3 separate regions of the Oryctolagus cuniculus genome follow, and regions 2 and 3 are each linked to region 1. The links are chromatin contacts, called in public Micro-C maps. All regions are on one chromosome and are shown on one strand. Each heading gives the region's core, a stretch centred on a gene start, on an enhancer-like site or on the middle of the called end of the contact. The rest is flanking DNA. Distances are from core to core; before and after follow the strand shown. Region 1 holds the start of CEP57 (centrosomal protein 57). Region 2 holds the start of SESN3 (sestrin 3). Region 3 holds the start of MAML2 (mastermind like transcriptional coactivator 2).

Region 1 (5,098 bases), core at 1,501-4,000:
AGAAAATGTGCATTTTTTAATTTTCATTTTTCCCTAAACTTTCTGCAGTGCCCTTATATAGGACAATCTTTACCAGGTGAATGTCATGAGCATTGTCAAAAAATACCTGAATTGTGCTGCCAGGGAAGTCTGATTATACCAACTTTATAAACAAGTAGGCTCTCCCTATCCAGGAGTTTGCTATATTTGAATCTCTAAAACAATAGCTTTTAAACAGTAACTGTGACTTGCACATGAAATTTAAAATACAGTACATAAAACATTTGCATATTTCCACTGTTTTTAAATGTTGTGAACGTTCCATCAGACTGTCTACAGAAAGTATTTTCATAAAGTATTCTGACATGTTAAAATACACACAGATATAGCAATGCATATTTTTTAAGCAGTACACCTTTGGGATAAACCTTAACTGATCAGTAACAATAGGAAATTAAAATAGAAGACATACTTACTGTCCCAAATTGCTTCACATTTTGAGCACACTTCTTACAAATTGTGTTAGTTTTGCTGAAAAAGAAATTACGTATGAAAGATCATATTTATGTAAGCTTCTGAGATGATCCGCACAATGATGAACTAAGTAAACTGATGAGTCAAATATCTATGATACTTAAAATTGTAATACACCTTCACTTTTTAACAATACCTACACAAAGTTCTTATTTGGGCTATTTTACCCCAATTTATTCCTTTTCCATTAACTTAACACAGATGTTTTTACACATTTTTATTGTGTGCTTTTTAAAGGATACAAAACAAAATCCTAGAGTTTCCTCTCTAGTTGGACAACCTTCCCACACTTGCCATTATTAATGCACAGCATTACGTATCAGTGCCTGCCTACCTCATCTTCCACATGGCCTTTGTCTATTATTACAATGACCATCTCTACTTATTTAGAAATTATCTGCACTTCTCCTAGGTTACCTTCTTGAGTGCTCCCAACCCGGAATTACTTGTTAAAAAGTATGCAATTCTACTGGTACCAAGTTACCAGATTTCACTATCAAAATAAGGCAGTTGATAACACTGTAGACCTGTCCTCAGATCCATTCACACGCTATCTTCTGTAGCTTAACAGTAATCTTCACCCTTCCATTCTTCTTAGCATGGCTGCACATTTTCCACACTAGTATCTTAGCCTTTATTTTTCCACGTCCAGTTCAGGTAGTAAAATGACCACCACTGTTTCATTTTCTATATTCTCTCCTACCACATATAAAACATTTACAACTCAAAGTCTCAGAGACTAAACCATTTTTTAAGATGATATAAATACCAGATTACAACCCCCAAGTACTCCTTCCAGATGGTATTCTGTCTTTAACGATCAAAAACTGATGTACAAACCTCTCTTGTTGGAATTCTGATCTGCAGTAAGTACATTTTACAATAGGATGTGCAATCCGACATTCCTGCAATAAGACAATACGTTAGTCAGTATGTAGATATCTCCAAGTCCCAAACCTTACTTTTCTGGTAGAAAATTATTACCAAATCTGGTCAGATGTCTAGAACAACAATAAAACCTGGCCCCTAACGTAAACAATTGGTGATTTGTCATGTAAGTGGCCAATCACGATATAATTCCTTAGGGAAGGCAGAGGTGTCTTTGTCTTTATTACACGTGGGACTATACTCCGGATAAAGTAAGAAAGCTGTCAGGGCCGATTTCAAGGATTGGTTAAATGTGGAACTACTTATTTTCACCGTTGCTCACAGACAGCATTCCGGCTTTAATGGGATGGGAGGAGCTCCAAATCATAGAGCATTCTGTTCCCAAACCAGTCGCTTCGCTTTCCTGGACAGGGAAGAAGGATGCCATCAGCTTGGCGGCTTCGGGTTCCTAGCAAGAAAGTGCAAAAACCGTCCCCTGCCTCCTGGTGGAAGGCGAGGACAGACCAGGCAGAACACCGAGATGAAAACATCTCCACCCCAGAGTCTCTGCGGCAGAGACAGGTGGCTGCCTCACTCAGCCCCACCCGAGACCCCCGGACGCTGGTGAGGACCGGCCCCCTCCCGGCCCGTCTGGAAGACGGTCTCCCTCTCGTGGGCCTTTTCCCGGCCGGTGCCAACGCCATCGGAACGCGGGGTCCCGGGTCCCGGTGGGGAGGCTAGGACTCCGGGCTCCCAAGCCCCCTGGTGCTCGTGAAGAGCAGGGGGCTGCAGCGCAGCGACCACCCAGCACCCTCGGGTTACGGCACAGGAAACCCCGCCAGCCCGCTGCCCACGGACCTTGCAGAGCTGTTGGCCCTGGGAGAGCTCCTCGAAGGGATAGCGCTGGGTACACTTGGTGCAGGCGTACAGGGCCGAGGCCGCCATCCTGCCCCTCAGTCTCCTCCTCCGCCGTCGCCGCCGCCCGCTCCGAGGCGGGGCCCCACGGGGAACTCGGCCGCCGCGGCCCGCGCTGCGGACTCCTCCTCCGCCCCCTCCCCCTGCCTCGCGCCCACCAGGGCCTCGCCGCGAGAGCCCGAGGCCCCGCGGACGACGCCGCCGTCGTCTCCCTCCGCCTCCACTTCCGCCCCAGCCCACCCAGCGGGGCCGTCCCCGCCTCTCCCGCTTAGGCCCCGACAGCGGCGGAGGGAGACGACGCCGAGAGTTCGGGGCGGTTCAGCTGCACGGCCGCGGATCCGCTTCCTTCTCGGCCTCCCTTCCGCACGCCTGATTGGCTGCAGCGGATACTACGTCACCCGGTCGCTCCTCCCAACGCCGAGCCCCAACTACGCAGAGCGCGCCCACAAAGGGAGGAAGTCGCCGGCCAATGACAGCCCGGCGCTCTCAGCGCGCGAAACCCGCTTGAAACCAGCCCCGCCCAAAGGTCCCCGTCGCCGCGCTCCCTAGCAGCCAGTCCGAGGCCTGGGTGAGGGAGCCCCGATCCAATTGGGCAAGGATTCGCGAAAGATTTGCCCTGCCTCGACATTTTCCCCTTGACTTCTCTTGGGCCAAATCACTAAGCCCCGCCCAATCCTATGTTATTGGCCAAAAGGTAAGTACTTCACCTGGAGAGGCGTCCCCAACTCAAACTGAGGTTTTCTCAGGCGTTTGATCCAAGGGACGTGATGGAGTGGTTTGGACTTCGCATTCGCCTTTACTCTAGTTCAACAATTCAGTTCCGTTGCCACTGGCGACCACACAATCCCCTCGCCCCAGTTCCCTCCGTGGGAAGACCCGCCCCTGGGTAGAACGCCCTGAGGCCCCGGCGGCGCGCAGTTACGGGTCCCGGGCGCGCTCAGTGACTCTCTACCTTGTGACGTCAGCAGGGGGGCGGGTTCTCTCGCATACGCGAAGACGTCCGCTTTATTTGATTGGCTACTGCAGACGTCCGTTAATGCGTGTTGCCCTCTCCGCGTGCGCCCTGAGCGTGGGCGTCGCCGTGGGGGTGTGTGGCTGGGGTTTCTAAGCTGGGCATCCAGCACCCCCCGCCCCTTCCATCCGGGGTTCGGTTTAGGGTCGCCCCTGGTGGGCGGCTCTCGAATCTTGAAGAGCACGAGAACTCAGAGCGCCGGGCACTCCGGAAGATGGCGGCGGCATCTGTCTCTACGGCTTCTGGTTCTCAGTTCTCGGTGAGAAGCGTTTGGCGTTCGAACGGGCTTTAGGTCGCTCTTGGCAGCTGTTCGAGTTTCGTCCCATTTCAGGGCGCCCTAGATTTGCTCTGACGCTGGAGGCCGGCGTGGGGCACTAGACCGCCCCGCGCCACCCGGGCTTCCGCTGCTCCCTGTTGAGGCCGCACCCTCTGGGATCCCTTGAAGCAGGCTTGGTTCGACCCCCCTGCCGCCTCATTCGCTTTTCGGCCTGCCTCGCAGCCCAGGAGGCTGGGCTGGGCTGACGGCGCCCGCTCCCTGGCCTGCGAAAACATTGCTGCTGAGGTCACGTGAGTGTAACGGCTGCTCTTAGCGAGGCGCCGAGACCAGGTGTGCGCGCCCGTGTGTCTAGGAGAGCGCTCGCGAGTCGGCCGCAGCCCCCTTGTGACCCTCCAGCGCGGTCTACGCGCTGCCTGGGCTGCCTCCTTGGCCTGCAGTACCCCGTCTCCTCTTCAGTGCGCGACTCTCCAAAGCCAGAGCGCTGCCGGATCGCCACGGATTTGCTAGGACTGCAGTGCCCTTTCGAAGAGGCGACCAGGGAACTTGATTTGGGCTGTAGTTCTGGGTTTTTTTTTTGCCTGCACCAGGGAGTCACCTGTCGGTTCAGGTCATGGGTATTTGTCAGACTGACTGCTGTGGGAAGTGCCACACTGGGAAGGGATGGGAAGCAAATGAGACAACTGGTAATCTGTACATAGGCCTGGCGTGGTTAGGCTCTAGAATTACAGGTGAATAGAATAGATACCCTGCTCTTAAAGGCCTAGAGGACACTGAGAAACTACGTCTGATAAGTGATTACTGTCCAGTGTGGGGTAAACTGCCCTACTAGCATAATTTAGAGTGGTTAGCAGTGTGGCCAGGTGAGAGAAGGGTTCCCAGAAGGGAAGGAGGAGTCAACTGCGTGTTGAAGGAATTCTAAATGATTGTCACAAAACAAGAGAAGAAAAACACGGCAGGCATTTAGGGGGGTGGGGGGAATGTCCTTAAGATGATGGGTGCTTTCAGAAAACTTCAATAACCCAGAGTGAACAAAGGTATAATTTGTTGGGAACATGAAAACAGGCCTAGGAAGAAGCCTGGAGAATGTCAAGGTGAAGTAATTTCATGGGCGCTAAAGGGGAAAAAAGTATGTAGGGAACAGTTAGATGAAAGTCACCTATGAACAACCACTTTTCCTTACTTTCAGCTTTCCATTTGTGTTAGAATTTGTGACAGTGAGGCCAGAAGGAGTCCAGAGCTTCAGCAGAATGGGTTAACACATTTGCAGAGAAGTCTGGGGAGATTAGGAAGTAAGGAGTTAGATTAGTGAGAGGTAAGGTAAAAGAGAAGGAACTGTTAAAAGATGTCATTAAACTTAGAAGAGGACCATTCACAACTCTCAAAATTTAGTACTGGGAGACCAAACAATTAAATTGAGCTTCATTGTGCCAAGGCCACCTAGCTGAGCAGTGGCAATGGGCTGTGTTCAGTCCTTCAGTCCATATGGTAGCCTGGACAGAAATGCTAATGTTCAG
Region 2 (5,098 bases), core at 1,851-4,350, 610 kb before region 1:
TCACTAGGATTTCAAGTAAAATATATTACACTTCAAAAATCATGAATTTTACAAAGCAAATAGAAACATTTTATTTTTTTAATAAGAACTTTAACTACCTAATTTACAACAGAGCAAGTTAGACTAAGGAGCTATGAATTTCAGGATAGTTTGGTGTATCCATTTGTTACTGTATAGTGTTTGCCTCTCTATTCTTTTCACTGGCCTACAGTTACCAAATTAGGTACATTTGATATTTTAAGCAGTCTCTTCCTTTTGGAAGACACTGGATTAAAACTGTGAAGCACTCAGAATAAATGCGATTTTCATACAATATACAATTTCACATTCAGAACCTGGCCTAAACCAAATTATTCCATGTGAAGGTGAATTTGGTTCCTTTTAAAGTTTCTCCAACATCCAACATCTTGCAGTAAGTTTAGGCACAGAAAGAAAAAGGCTTTCTGCCACATGCAAAGGTGACCCTTCACGATCACTAGCAAGGGTTATAGCAGTAAACAGTAATTCACACTGAATGCAGTGCACTTCACTCTTCCATTATGAACTACACTGGACTAAAATTCAAAATGCTATGTATGACTAACTTGCTTATTAAATGGGCTCTTGATTAAATAGAAAATATAGGATAAATTCAAAGAACAACACTTGGAGGTAGATGACTTTCACTTAGTGTTATATTATTTCTATCAAAAAGAAAAACATGTCTGTATTAGAAATAAAATCTTAGATGCTATTTCTAGAATGATGAGGAATTCAAAATGCTAGACACTAATTTCTTTAAAGAGCATTTGAGAATGGTACTCTTAAAAAGCTTCAAATGTTGCCAAGTCATGTCATAACTGGCTCAAACAATCCTATTTTCATCTAAAGTTATTTCATGCTACTGCATGAATCAATATTAAATACCTTGGAGTTACTTAAAACTGGAATACTGGCAGAGATGTGCAAAGTAATTATAAAATATGAAAATGTGAATACTCATTTTCCAAATCTTTGAATACTGGCTAGAAATGTTTCAAGAGAAACATTATCTTTCTTCTTGGGTAAACGGAAATAGTTTCTTAAAAGCTAAGAGAAAGATAAAAAGATGTTTCAAATGCTAACAAAGTATCATGAATCCACAGCCATAGCACTCTCAAAAGAAAAATGAAACAGTCTGACCTAATATCATCTCCAAACACTTTATTAGCCTAACAAATTTCCAGAATCATTTAAAAATTTATCAGTCAGTATAATATTCTTTATTCTTATTCAATTAAAAAACATAACTTGCTGCCCTTTTAGCCAGGCTTGAGTTCAATCAAACATATCTCAAACACCACATTTTTTTCATATCAAAGACATAACATACCCCTGTTAGGAAATAATAATTTTTTAAAAAGATAAATTCAGATGACATCTGGCCCTGCAGTGAAAGAGTTAACATTCAACTAAGCTGATCTGCACTTCTGATCCATTACATTTCTCACAAGCTGCCTGCCCTACAATGAGCGGAGCAAGTATCAACTGTAATTTGATCCCGGAGTTTATGGAAAAAAATAACTGCACATATTCAACATGCACATTTAATAAAAATCTGTTTCAAGAGAAACATATCCAATAAACACAATTTAAGGCATTTTTAGCTGTTTGATTAACTTCAAATCTGCAATCCCTCCGCTTTCCTCATGCTCACAAATAAAATAGGGGAAAAAAATGCAGCAGCTCTACTGCAGGGAAAAGAGGCTTGAAAAACAACTTTGATTGGCACTTGGCCTGACCCACAGAGGAAGAAAAACAGTTTTTGGACAAAGAGCGCAAATATTTAAGCTTGCTTACTTACGAGCTTTCTTTCTTTTCCTTTTTAACATGTAAAGAACAATCCTGAAGTGAACTGTGTTTAGGGAAATCGACTAAAACTGGTACCGCATTCATCTCAGTCTCTCAGTCCCCATGCATTTGCACAGCTCAGCAATTTTAATTCATTTGAACTGGACAAACAGAAGCACCTCACCTGATGTTTCCACTCAATGAAATGCAAAAATAAGAGCTCGGAGAAGAATAATCTGACAGCATTATAGGGGCGGCTGTTAAAATCTGATTAAAAACTCTTCTCGATCTAAAGAGACATTTTTTCACACACCCCCGCCCCCACGCACCCCCCCCCCCATCCCCGAGAGAGCAAGCCAAGTAAGCTAAACAATACTAAACTTTCTATCCCTCAATCTGGGAAGCAATAAGCTGGCGGTGCGTCCGGATGGAGCCTGGGGAGGGGGTGCTAGGCAGGGATAACCACATCCACCCCTCCTCCTCCCCCAGCCGAGGAACCGGTAAGGTCGAAAAGCATCTCCCACGGGGCATTAAGTTCAAGATGCTTTACTGGTTCTTTTCATGAGTGAACTACAGACACAGGAGGACCATCGGAAGAACACGGAAAGGGGGCTGCTGGGCAAGGCAAAGCAACCGAACAAACAACACCCCGAGAGTTAGCCACAGCCACGACGGAGCCGGGTTCCTCCAGCCCAGCCCAGGCTGCTCTGATTTCACCCGGACCTCCATCGACAGCCAAACGGCCCAGGGAGGAGGATCGACGAGTGCCTCCCTCCCAGTGTCCGGAGAAGCAAGGTAGGGAGGCGGGCTGGAAAACAGACCGAAGGTAGGCGCGCGCGTGCGCGCGGACACACACACACACACACACAAACACACACACACACACACACACACAGAAAGAAGAATGAAAAAAGATACAGAGAAAAGAAATAAGAAAAAAAAAAAACAGCCCTCGAGACTGGCGTCTGTCCCAACAGAGATGAAAAACAGCAGCGGCCCGAAACCCACGCCCCCTTTTTCGTCTCCGGGTAAGGGGCAGTGCCAGGGGAGACCCCGGAGCCTCGGCCCCCGCGCGCCCCCGGGGCCCCGCGGCGCGAGCTCCGGCCGGCAGGAAGAGCCCCTCCGGGGCAGGACCCCAGGCCCGGGCCGTACCTTCCGCAGCACTTTCCGGCAGTTGGTACAGAGCAGGTAGTTGGCGGCGGCCGACGGGCTGCCGCCGCTCCGGTTCATCGTGGCCGCCGGCGTCGAAGGCTAGGGCGAGGGTGGGCGGCGGGTCGGGTGCACTGTCACTGCCGTCAGCCGCGCCGCTGCGGGGCCGGACCGGCTCGCCGCCGTCGCCGGCCGTGCCTCGCCGCCTCAGCCTCCTCCCGGCGGGATGTCGGGATGGAAGGCGACGGCCAGCGAGAGAGCGGCGCTGCCCGAGGCGACCACTGCGGCGGCTGCCCGAGCGACGGCTGACACGGCGGCGGCTGCTCCTCACCGGCCCGTTGTTCCACCCGCCCCCATCCTCCAGACCCCCGCCCCCGCCAGGCTAGGACGAGCAGCCGCCACCGCTGCCGCTGCTGCCGCCGCCGCCGCCGCCGCAGCTCCTCAGTGCGGCCCCGCCCCCGCCGCCCCACCACCTTCACCACCTCCACGCTTCGGGACCGCCCCCTCCCGCCAATCGGACAGCTCCGGCCACGCCCCCGGGTCGCTAGCACACAGCCAATGAGCTTTTAGATCCCGGTTGGGCGCCGCGCCGACCAATCGTAAAGGCCGAGGACGCCTTGAATCTCCGGGCAAGTTAAGTTTATCTCCGAGGCTCGGAACCGAAGGGAGATGGCGGGTTAGTTGGGTAGCGGGGTGGGAGGGAATACAGTGTGCGCTATTCCACCAATAAGAGGAAGGGGGTGTGTCGTATGCAAACGAACCTGGAAGACTAGCGCCGCCCCCGCGGTAAGCCACTCCTCCTCGTCTGGGTCCCTGGCGCTGTGGAAAGCAGAGTGAGATAAATTGCTGGGAGCTAGAGCTCGCTAGAGGGACCAAGACTGAGCTAAACATTTCGTGATCTCTTGAGGAGGGAAGGGGGAGCTAAAACGTTATTTTCCACCGGGGTAGGGACTAGGCTTCCTGTCAGCCAAAATCCAAGCTTGGCTGTAAAGAAGGCAATGGGGTAGCGCTTTGCCTTTAGGATCTCGAAGAACTTTATGCATCACTGAGATTGCGAGCTCTGTGAGAAAGCCCAGAGATGGGAGTGGGGTAAGGGATGTGGGTAAAGAAATCTGAGGTATATTTCAGCAATCAGTCGAGCGTTTGTGTTGGAGCATTTCCCTCTCGCCCCCCTCCCAGCCGTGGAAGTTCCTCGGCTTGTCCGTCACGAAAGGGCTAGCGAGAGCGAGGTCAGTCTCGTCACCCCCATAGGCCGGCTCTGAGGCAGCCCGTCCGATTCGTGCGGAGAGAGCTCAGAGCCCTGCCCGGGAAGGCAGCCTCAGAGAGCAAACTGCCATTTAAAACTATTGCTCTGGACCTGCCTCTCCCAGAGCTCAAAAAAATGGTGAGTCAGGGGCTCGGCGTCCGCGCCGCGGGGCCAGCGGGCAGTCACTGCGGAAAGCTCTGCGGACCGGGTGTGCCGGGCCGACCCGCGCGGGCGGTCTCCGCAGCGGTGGGCGGCGCGCGTGTGGGTCGGTCGCGGGTGGGCGACGAGGGCCGCGGGAACCTGCTCCCCAGCGAGAACAAAGGCTGGCGCAGAGCAAGAAGCTGATTGGTGCCGCGTCCTCGCCGGTGTCCTCGCGGCCCTCGGACACCTTGCATCGCCGCGCTCCCTGGAGCCGCAGCTCCGCAGCCGGCCTTGGCGGTGCCCGCACAGCGCTGTGCTATGACATCACCTGTTTTCGCTCCGTAGAACCTGATCGGTATTCCTGGCTTCTCCTTGTGGAAAAGGTCTCTAGCGTGCCAGGATGGTGAAGCCCTTGCACTTCGCAAAATGAATCTGTGGAGATGATTTTAAAAGAAGGGTTCCACCGGTTTTGCGTTTCTTTTCTTTTGCATCTAAAATTTCTACCCCGGTTCCTTAGGGATTCAGTGTTGTGATGCAAAATCAAGAAGGTACACTTGGAGGAGCTAGCAAGTTTAGCATATCAAAGCTATTAGAGCAAATTGTGCTGCTAAAGCTGCCAGTCTAAATGTCCAACAGCTGTCTCTTCTCTGGCCTTTCAGCGGCCAACACGTATAAACCAAGTCTACGCAAGGAACAAAAGATGTACAGATCTGCGTGTGTCACGTTTAAATGACCTGGAGAACCCCAAAAGGA
Region 3 (5,098 bases), core at 1,803-4,302, 580 kb after region 1:
TGCAGGATGCTAACTCCCCAGAGCTCATTTTCAAGTTCCCCCGGAAGGAGGAGTTTCACATGGCACCATCCTCTCCTTTGGACTTTTTCTGAGTACTTCTGAGCTTGCATGGCCACTTCCTGTTGCTGACTATCAGAGGGCCTGGCTCAAGTAGACTGGAGCTGTGCTGTGAGCGGACACAACCTCAGGAGACCAAGCGAACTCAGGAAGGGAGGAAGCCTACAGGGCTTCCACCTCCTCCCAGATACCACTGGCCCGGCAGCTCTGAGGGAAGTCAGCACACAGCAGGTAGGCACCTGCCCAGGACTGGCACCAAGAATCGCTTGTTCCAGGCATATTCCCTCTGGGAGGATGAAGTTCTCCTCTGACGAAGAACCTGCAGGGAGCAACCACATCACAGCTGTCCCAGGAGGGGCTGAAGACAACGTACTGCTTGGGATGCGATCTGTGTATACCACCCTGGGTGCCTGCCCCTCTAGGCAGGACTTGATTGGGGTGCCTGTGAAGGAAGCTAGGTGGGGGTGAGGGCGAGGAGAAATTGACAGGCAATCAGGGAGTCGGCCTCCAAAGAAACATCCCCTCCTTCCTCTATCTTTGGGACATTTTCTCCAACTTCTATTTTTAAATAGGGGATACTTGCGGAGTTTGTTCCAGAGTTGTTCAGGGTCTCTTAACCCAAGAAGGGACCACTTCAAAGGGAGCAGGAAAACTGGGCAAGAAGGAAAGGGCCTTAGCAAAGTTCAGCTGGGCTGATAGACGCTTCTGGGGCCTCATCAGAGCTAACTGGCTGAGGCTGGAGGATCCTCCGGACAGCGGGGTCTCCCGCATTCAATTGGATCTGGCCTGCTGTAGCCTCTTGTTTTGCTTTTTGTTTGTTTTAACAAGTTGTGGACGCCATTTTGCCTTTGGAAAACTCAGAATTTTTTTTTAATCAGTTAAGGAACACCCTACAAGTAGAGGAAAACCCATGAATGAGCACCAACGGAACTTGATGAGTAAGAGTTTAAACCACACAAACAACACACCCAATGGCTCCTGAAGCAGTCAGGTGACGCCTTGGCCTTTGTCAACGCTGTCCATTTTACATCGGGCCAAGGCGACCTCTACCTTCGCCAAAGGCCACGCGACCACAGACCAGAATCATGAGAAAACCAGGTGCCTTACCGCAATCAGGGCCGAGTTCCTCTGGTCCCCCGAGGCCGAGGCTGGCGGCTGCTGCTCTCCGTTTATCCCACCACCGCCACCACTGGTGCTACTGTTCAGCAGGTGCTGTTGGTGGTGATGGTGGTAGTCTGGTGGGGGTGGCGGGGCTGCTGTGGCTGCTGCTTGGGAGGCTGTAGGTGGGGCGGCGGAGGGCGGCGCAGCGGCCGCAGTGGTGGCAGCGGTGGTCGTGGCCTTGGAGTGCTTGCCAGCCTTCCTTGCCCCTTGGCCGTGCTGGACGAGGCTCAGGAGCTGCAAGGTGCTCTCCCTCTCGCGATCCGAACTCTCAGCCCTACCACGCTCATAGCGTCCTTCGCAGCTCAAGTGGTGCTGGCGGCAGACGGCGATCCGAGCCCGGAGGCGCTCCACGATAGCACTGTGCACTCTCGGGGTGACTGAGCCCCCTCCAAGGAGCCCCGCCCCAGAGGCCCCCCCTAGCCCTCCTGCGGGGGCCTGCGGGGGCGCTGTGTCCCCCATCTTACTGTACACAAGGCTTGGGATGGTGAGGAGGAAAGGGGCTACCGCTGACTATGGCAGGCAAATCTGATTTTGTCAGTGTGAGCTCAGTGTTCAGGGCCACATGAATAGAGGTCTTCAGGGGTTGGGGTGGGGGGGAGCAGTGGCGAAGATGTGGGGGAAGGGAGTTAGTCAAAAGAGGGGAGGGAGAAAGAACAGAAACCAGCTGGGGAGGGTAAGTTGGAAACCAGCCCCGATCAACTTACTCTAATTGCGGCTGACAGTTCTGGAGAAGTTGGAAAGAGTTGGATTTTTTTTTTTTTTGCCCCCCTCCCCCGACGGAGCTGACAAGCGCCACCAGGTACTTTGTAAACACACGATTTGGGGGTTCGAGCAAGAACTCAGGGATGGTCAAGGCAGAGACAGAAGCCGACAGCGAAAGGAACAGAGCGAGGTATTAATAGAGGGTGAGCTGGTTCCCCCCTCCCCTAATTGTTTCTGAGAATGCTTTATGGGGATGTTTCCATAGAGAAACACGTTTCTACCCTACTCTGTGTAACTGGCAGCCTCTTCTTTTTCTTAGGGTGAAGAAAAAAATAAAAACCAGAACAAAACAGTGCTGTTTCAGAAGGCTTCTGAGGGTTCAAAATGTGCAAACAAATCAAGCGAGCCTTGTCTTTTGGGCTTTAGTTTTTCTCCCTTTCCCTCTGCTCCGGTGCACGCTCCTCTTTGGGGGTCCTGGAGGATGGTGTCTTCTCCCCAAAGCGGGAGACAGCTTTTCAATTGTTAACAATGTCAGTAATTGGACTTTTGGACCATGGTTTTTCTCCAGCTAATCCAATCACCGGTAAAATCCTCATTCCCTCTAAGGTTTCCCAGCCTTAAAGCAAAGCAATCTGAAGTGGCAAGCCACTGAGTGAGATCCTCCAACACATTTTTTTTTCCTTTCCCACTTAGGTTTCTATTCCTCACCCCCAGCTCTATTCTAACACAGTATCAAGAGAGACAAACTCTTCCGAGAGTAATTTACAAACGATGGTCCAACTTACAAACTTCCAGCAAATTGCACCGAGTCATGTCCAGCCACTTTTCTGTCCACTTTTGTACATTCCATCCCCGGCCAGTGGATCTGAGGGTCTGGACTCGCAATAAGCAATGTGGTTCTATCTCTTGTATTGCTTCGCTTTAGAGGTGGAAAAAAAAAAAAAAAACAACACAAAAAAAGTAGCTTGTATATTCCTTTCTCTTTCTCGTCTGTTGTTAGCCGCTTTGCTGACACTGGCTCCCGCCCGGAGTCACGGCGATACACAGGCTTTCATTGTGCTCCGATAGGAGAGGGAGAGAAAGAGAGAGAGTGAGACAGAGAGGGAGAGAGAGCGAGCCAGCAAGCTGCAGATGGGGGGGCGGGGGGCGGGGGGAGGGCGGGAGCGCTCGCTCGAGGCTCCCTGGTGGAAGGCGGGTGCCACTGCGCCAGGGAGCGATCGCCGCCCGGCACCGGGGAAAGGGGAGCGCAGAGGGCCTCCCAGTGGCTGAAGAGGTAAATCCCGGAGCCTGCGACTCGCGCAGCCGGCGCTCTGCTCCGCCTCACGCTCGGGGAAGGAGGAGTGGGGGCACGGGGGAAATTCCCCAGCCTCCACGCAACTACTTCGCCAGCCCTCAATGTCTAAGGAATTCCCGTTCAGGGAATGTGTTTTCCCTTTCAGACCTACGTGACGCCCCCCTGAGGATATCATTTTCATTTTTCAATATGCTGAGAATGACACCACCGAGCACCCTAGCGAGAGCTGGCAGAGCACTGAGGAAGCGCTCATTTCATATAATAAGGAAGACCTGGCTGTGCGCTTCCTTGGGGGAGGGGGACACGCGGAGAGGAGGGGCAACCACACTGTTGTTTCCTAAAGGGCGGGCAGGTGTGGGGTGGACCGGCCTGCCCTTGGTCGTGTCTCTGCAGAAGCCCATCTGGGTGATCACAAGCAAATCAGTAGGGATGAATAACTTTTGAGGATGATGAAATCGGCAATACCAGTTCTAGGGAGGGAAAAACAAAAAATAGATTTTTCTGGGGCCAGCGCTGTGGCATAGCAGGTAAAGCCGCTGCTGCTGTGCCGACATCCCCTGTGGGCAGTGCCAGTTCAAGTCCTGCCTGCTCCACTTCTGATCCAGCTCTCTGCTATGGCCTGGGAAAAGCAGAAGATGGCCCAAGTCCTTGGGCCCCTGCACCTGTGTGGGAAGCCCATAAGCTGCTTCTGGTTCCTGGCTTCATATTCGCCATGCTCTGGGCATTGTGGCCATCTGGGGAGTGAACCAGCAGATGGAAGACCTCTCTCTCTGTCTCTACCTCTCTGTAACTCTGCCTTTCAAATAAAAAAATCTTTTTAAAAAAAGGTTTTTATTTGAAAAGGCAAGTTGACTGTGACAAGCCAAAATAAAGGTATGAGGAATATTATCATTCAGCTGCTTGGTTCAAGCAGTTTCATAACACAAAGCGCACAGATCTCTTGCATAGATCATTATCTGGCCCTCTCCCATCTTTAAAACACCAAGACTTACAGTGGATTCTACTTGTCCTTGTTAGTTAGGGAGAGTACATTCAGGTGAGCATGGTATTAGACTAGCTAGAACCAAAAATATTCTGAGTATCCTAACTTTGAAGTCATTTGGATTTGAGGTCCCATGCCACAGAGCCCCATTAATTTAAACCAACTCTAGCATTGCAGTAAGATGGTCCCACTTCAAACTGGGGTGCAGATGGAAATGAATGGGCAAAATCAAGGCACACAGTTTCAGTTCTCTATCGGTTGGCCTACTTTGGTCCATTTTATTTTCACCACCTCTGGAATGTTAGATGGGAAATAGGGACAAGTGGACTCTGTTGGAATGTATCTTTGTAACTTTTCATTGCAATATGCTCTGAAGTTGTAACTACTCACATGAAGAGAGACAGACATCTCCTTGCTATACGTGCAAAATTTGAACTATCGCAATGTGCTAACAGTTGTGTTCATTAAATATCTTCTTTCCACAACTGCTTGTGTTTACATTCCACAATAAAGTCTGATAAAAGAAGAAATTAAAACTTAATGTTCACTCTGTAAGTACCATGGGTTTTGATTAATGAGTCCTTGGTGAAATCAGTATTCCTAAATGAAATAAACTTTTTGATTTTTATGCCAACACGGACATATCCTAAAAATGTGGCAAGTAGTTCATTTTCACATAATATTCCAGAGCTATAGGACAGTTCTTGGGAGTGTTCATTGGACTTTATGCAGCTGTTTAAAGTTGACATCAGCATCTGCAACATCCTTTTCAATTCACAGCAATTACTATTTATCTAAAAGTCACTGCTTCAGGTATGGCACTCTGCGTGACCTTCTTAATCCTAAAAAATCAGGTATTATTAAACCCATTTAAAAATGAGGAAACCACTTGCTCCAGTTTA

What was found. Hi-C and Micro-C count contacts between places; a contact is called where the count stands out from the background.
Region 2: a Micro-C map of ear pinna shows a contact between it and region 1, with 8 times the contacts expected there. The contact joins the promoter of SESN3 here to the promoter of CEP57 in region 1. A contact is called at or near these places in 2 of 6 Hi-C or Micro-C datasets (ear pinna and psoas muscle).
Region 3: a contact with region 1 is called in a Micro-C map of ear pinna, with 8 times the contacts expected there. The contact joins the promoter of MAML2 here to the promoter of CEP57 in region 1. A contact is called at or near these places in 2 of 6 Hi-C or Micro-C datasets (ear pinna and an unstated tissue).

Annotation. Positions count from the first base shown.
Region 1 is chr1:87,210,736-87,215,833 of mOryCun1.1, forward strand. It overlaps CEP57 (centrosomal protein 57), which reads left to right and starts at 2,751. Exons shown (of 11, transcript XM_051820419.2): 1 at 2,751-2,989. FAM76B (family with sequence similarity 76 member B) reads right to left here and starts at 2,618. Exons shown (of 24, transcript XR_011390255.1): 1 at 2,239-2,618; 2 at 1,354-1,418; 3 at 456-510.
Region 2 is chr1:86,602,713-86,607,810 of mOryCun1.1, forward strand. It overlaps SESN3 (sestrin 3), which reads right to left and starts at 3,101. Exons shown (of 11, transcript XM_008262422.4): 1 at 2,962-3,101; 2 at 1-3. LOC103349689 (a long non-coding RNA gene) reads left to right here and starts at 3,727. Exons shown (of 4, transcript XR_011390185.1): 1 at 3,727-4,342.
Region 3 is chr1:87,787,710-87,792,807 of mOryCun1.1, forward strand. MAML2 (mastermind like transcriptional coactivator 2) reads right to left here and starts at 3,053. Exons shown (of 5, transcript XM_002708435.5): 1 at 1,165-3,053. The coding sequence starts at 1,677.